Linked DNA regions of Danio rerio: region 1 is linked to region 2. The links are chromatin contacts, called in public HiCAR-type maps. All regions are on one chromosome and are shown on one strand. The core of a region is the stretch at or near the end of the contact, and the rest is flanking DNA. Distances in the headings are between cores, read along the strand shown.

Region 1 (2,700 bases), core at 8-2,507, 220 kb before region 2:
TCTCGCCAACCCATTTGAGAAGAAAGGGAGAATTGAGGAGGGTTCTGAGATTGTCATTTAAAATTAAATGTAACCCTTTGTTTGTTTGTTTATTTGTTTTATTGTTAAAGCCTAACTGAAATTGAATGTTTCAATTAAATGGTGTAAATTACTCAGATTTTGTTTAAATGTGCATACTGTCACCCGGCAATGCAGAGATTTTGGTGAGCAAATCAAATCAAAGGCAAATTGTGCTTGACTTCTGTATTCATATTCATTTAAGTTTTATTGCAATAATGTTTTCTTTTAAAAATGTATACTGCATTAGTTAATACAATTTAATGTAACATTTATTTTGTACACAAAGTAACAATTATTTGGAAATATTATGAAACAAATCACTCATGGCAACTTTAATGTAATGTAGTTTGGTATATTTACCATCGGCCACGGCTCTCAGTGATGTTTGGTTTTAGGCCCTTCTTACGAAAATGTTTAGGCACCACTGGTCTTGTAGCATACGAGCTTTATTCTAGAATATTCTGACAGATGGCGCTCTACAATAAGGATTTGCTGTCTGAAACGCAGCTAGAACTTTCCACCTCCGTTTCGTCCTTGGGGCAAAATCCACATCTGAGCAAACGTAACAGAACACGCCTATAACACAAATACATAATTAAATACAATTAGCATCACAGGTGGGCGCAATTAATTTCTATAATTTAATGTACAGGTATCTGGTAATATGATTGTGCCTCTGTGCAGTAACTTACTTTTCTGCTGGCGTAAGCATTTCAGTAATTTCCTGCAGGGTAGTCGAGGCACTGGTGAGAGGGGTACATAACTTACGTGCATTCTGATATTTTCTCCGTGTTCAGAAGTGGGACTAAAATAAACGTAGGTTGTACCTTTCAGTTATTGTGTGGCAAGCCAATTAGAGTTTGTTTCATAAAAGGAAACGACAATGTTGGAGCGGAACACCTACATAACTGACTTGAAATCTGATATAAAATATTGGAACTTGGCTCATTTCTGTAGACACGTGACCGTGGAACAAAACGTAGTCCGACTGTGTATTAGTGCGCTCGCAGTAACCCTAACATTAGATAGTTGATATATTACTTAATTTAACGCCATGTCAGCTCAACAAGAATGCTTTAAAATAAGTATATTTATATACTAGGATGCAAAAACATATTTGTTGTTGACATAAAATGAAATAGCCGTAGAACTATTTGCCAATGCGGATGAATATGTCGTCCGAACGTCATCTTTTTTCAATGGGAAGCCATGATGGAAGTTTGAGAGTGTAACAGGCAGTGGAGCAGTGGAGGATAAGGACAGAACCGGAGGTGTCTCTTACGCCACATTTAAATATCGAGTTTTTCATTTCTTGGTGGAGGCTGTCACATTTTGTTTCATGTGTTGGAACCTGGTCATCGCGGATTGTCGTAGAGTTTAATGGCTTTTATTTTCTAAGGATGTGTAGACGGGCTAGCGCGTTAGCCGTTGAGGCTAGACGGAGCGCGAGCTGAGTGCGAGCGGGGCTCTGACGACCGATCTTCAAGTGGAAGCACCGGAGAGGATTTTCTCTCCGCCTTTCCGCTCAATCACGGCGGCTTCGGTGCGACCAGAGACTTGTCGTGCACTAGAGATTCTGCAGTTCCAGACGTGGGAAGTTGCTTATCTTTTCACCCAGGGCTCGTCTGAGCCGAGGAGGGCATTTTGGAAGCCGGGCCTGTGGTGGTTTGGAGCGAGGCCCTTGATGAGTGAGCCACAGCAGACTCCATTCTAGCTAGCTGGGGGACTGCGAAACGAGCAGAGCATAAAGACGACCGACCGTCCGAAAGCAACAATACTCTCTCTCACACTAAAAACCCTAAAGACTCCTGTCACAGCCATGGCTGCGATCATAAAGGAATTTGTCAGTAGAAATAAAAGGAGATACCAAGAAGACGGGTTCGACTTGGACTTGACATGTATCCTCTTTGATCAATCAAATGTCCCTGTTCTGTCTATTGTGTTGAAACCAGTGTCGGCAATGAAGGTAACGGCTTGCATCTTGTTCCAAATCAAGAAATCTCTGACGTCCCGTCCGAATATAAAAAGCTATGAGCATTTATTTACATTTTTTGCTTTTCCCTTTTTATAGGAACTATTGACTGAGTCCCCGATTGTACATGATGTGATCTAGATCAGTTGGTTTCTGTTCCTGCATCAGCTCAACGCCGTTTAGATTAATGTCAGTTGTTAATTTATCCACGTTATCGAGCCGTCGTTTCATTTATACGGTTATTTTAGGCTTGTCTGCAAGTTACATGTGACGACTACAATATAAGCAACTCCAGTGAGGTCATAAAATGTCATTTTCCTCATTTTACGTAATCTGATCTATCGATTGACCGCTAATCTGCAATCTAACTCCCAAAATGTTTACATTTCAGATCAAGACAGTTTGGGGGTTAATAACAAAAGACGCGTCGCAGGTTTATATAATGCGATGGATTAGATGAAATGCACAAGCAGTGTCACACAAAGAGCATTGCATCAGCTGCTCGCAGAAAATAGATGCTTGCGCTCAACTTGTAGTTTTGATTGACCAAAAAAAAAAAAAAAAACAAGTCCGTTCACACGCAGGCGAACAAAAGGAAATGCTTTAGTATGTGAAATATGCCTTTTTGTAATCGCAGGAAGGGATTCGTGCAGTGCAGCGCTTTATAT
Region 2 (2,700 bases), core at 58-2,557:
AAGAAAATGAATGAATGAATGAATAAAAAGCCTTGTCTGAAAATGTTTAACATTTAAACCCTTGGACATTTAGATGAAAAAAGAATCATACTTAATTAAATAAAATTAGCTACATTCATTTTACAAAGTACCTCAACTACAAATACAATTATATTTTAAATAGGATTGATTGTCATCTTTAACCTACATATCCAAAGTTTTTTTTTTTTTTCTTAATTCACCAACCCCATTCAATCCACCGTGTTATTTGATGTGGGCGTGACCTGTCAAAGGGCAAAGTTTAAACTTCACGATCAGGTTTTTCATCATTGTACGTTGGTTGAAATACAGTGACGAACTGCCCAATTTGGGCTTTCATGCAAAAGTGCATATTACGAAAATATAGGGTATAATAAAATGTAGTTACGTCATATTTGCCCATTTTCTACTCATGTTTATAAGGTCACCAGCGTGGTTAACCTTAATGAATGAAAGTTGGCTGCATACAGCTGATCCAAAGATTAAAACTCACGAGACGTACACCACTCTATAAGTGTTTTAAATCAGCATATAAAAAAGCATTATGTGTGTCAAAATAGATAAGATGCTAACCTGCACCGCGAGATTTGTCCCACACGACTATATTAACTTTGTTTGGCAGTTCCCTCCTCAGCAGACAGGCACATAAACTACCTGTGAGTCCAGCCCCAACTATAAGAACTCGGGACATTTTTAGAAAATGTGAATAAACAACTGTTTGAGGTAGAAAAGCAAAGCGTTCGCGCTTGTCTGAAGATCTTACACGATTTATTGTACTGTCCCTTTAAGTATTATGAAAGCCTGAAGTGTTTTTTGTTGGCCAACCAAAGCATAACCCTTGGTTATTTCATATTTGAGTGATACATATGCAGAATAGCCAAGCATCAGATAATAAACATAATAAAGCGTTATGCCTGTTTTATATCTACATTAAAAATAACATCACCATCTTCATTTGTTAATAAGCAATACTTATAATAAATTCAAATTATTTTCAATCGTAGGGGACACAAGTAATCAATGAAGCAAAAGCACAGTTTATTTCATTTAATTTTATTAAAAGACGACCTTTTGCAGTAACTAGTAAAGACGTCAATTTGATAAATAATATGGATTGCTTTACTTCGCTTGCTTCCTTAAAATCGAAAAAGAAGCAGCCAAATGCATGAATCTTCTTCAGGAATCGAGGTTGATTGATTAAAGGCGTTTTTAAAACAGTGATCAAGCCATGATGTCACTGTCAGCTGATGCTAAAGCATTTTGATCGCCGTCAGTGTGGTCAGGACTCACGCTTCACACATTTTAGGTTGCTGAGAGCTTAACCAAAGTTGTTGGGTAAGTTAAGTGTTTTTCGTATTGCATGTGTAGGACCTTATTAACGAACGAGGTATCAGATAGTTGGTTTCGAACAGTTTAAAACGAATTGTTTGTGCTGTACAGAATGAAGTTGTATAGTGGTCAGTAATCAATACATTTGCCATGAACGACTTATGAAGTGCGCGAACTTACCATGTCACTTAATGTGATTTAACCGCGTTGTTTGCGCAGTGCGAATTCTCGTGCTTTCGTAACACATGTTGTTATTCTAAAAGTACCTGTCATTTAAACATGTACTAAATTCCCAAGGTTACTTAATGACTTATGAAGAATTTTTATCACATTTTAATTATCATGTATTCCATAAAAATTTGCATGGGTCTTTGCTGCTATTCCCTTATGTATTGTCTCACTATGTAAAAGTTACTCATATTCAGGAAATATTTCTTTGTTACACCCTAAAGATATACTGTGTGGGAAAATTTGTATTTCTTTTCACCAAAATAAGGCCGTATACGTTCCTTATTTCAATCACCCATAATTAGTAAACCCTACATAATTTCTTATTGGTCTGGGTTCATTAGAGATTTGATCTGGAAAAGGTATGGTCGTTGCCTAACAAATTCTTTAAGAGGAATAATTTCTAATAATTTTTTTAATTTCTAAAAACAAATTTAAAGAGGTCTCATTTAAAATCCTGCATAAATAATACCCTGTCAAACATTTTTTCCCCCCAAGTTTAGACAGAAAATAGATCAAAACTGTTTATTTTGTTTGTCACAGCCAAAAACTGCCGCATATGTTTTGGAATTGCCACTTCTCAAAGAAAATATGGTACGAGATGACCAATTTCATAAATTAAAAATTATTGCCAAGTTTTCATTTAGTATACCAACATGTTATTTTAGGGTTTTTGAAGTACAACAAAAAATAAAGAACGAAGCTTATGTTATTAATCTTTTGATAATATTTACAAAGTACCATATTTACAGATGCAAATTTATTAACCAAAAACCATTTTATCCTACTATACTAATTGAATTAAAACATTATACAAACAACATAAAGCAAAGCACTAATAAATAAGCCATCAAAACCGCTTTTTTACTGGAAACCTTTAAGATCTTGTAAATTCACAAGGCCCTTGTCTGTTAGTATGTGTACTTACACATTGTCTTATATATGTTTTGTTCTGTACACCCCTGCCATTTTTCATTTTTCGTTCCATCTTGCATTGTTCTAAAAGTCGTTCTTTAAGTAAAAAAAACTCATTTAAAACCATTCAGATGTGCTACTTGAATTACTTTTTCTTTGAGTGAACGCTGAGTTGTAAAATTAAACCTTACTTTATCGATATGATGCATA

The links. HiCAR-type assays count read pairs that join an accessible place to other places.
Region 1: a contact with region 2 is called in a HiCAR-type map of caudal fin, with 11 times the contacts expected there. The contact joins the promoter of ptenb here to the promoter of lipf in region 2. A contact is called at or near these places in 4 of 18 Hi-C or Micro-C datasets (caudal fin, embryo, hematopoietic stem cells and 1 more) and 2 of 4 datasets of contacts at active chromatin or transcription factors (caudal fin and pancreas).

What each region holds. Positions count from the first base shown.
Region 1 is chr12:19,019,689-19,022,388 of GRCz12tu, reverse strand. ptenb (phosphatase and tensin homolog B) reads left to right here and starts at 1,257. Exons shown (of 10, transcript NM_001423688.1): 1 at 1,257-1,958. The coding sequence starts at 1,880. It overlaps LOC141376785 (a long non-coding RNA gene), which reads right to left and starts at 1,029. Exons shown (of 3, transcript XR_012387943.1): 1 at 753-1,029; 2 at 421-636.
Region 2 is chr12:18,796,253-18,798,952 of GRCz12tu, reverse strand. It overlaps lipf (lipase, gastric), which reads left to right and starts at 1,307. Exons shown (of 10, transcript NM_213404.1): 1 at 1,307-1,353. It overlaps rnls (renalase, FAD-dependent amine oxidase), which reads right to left and starts at 771. Exons shown (of 7, transcript NM_001002607.1): 1 at 592-771. The coding sequence starts at 709.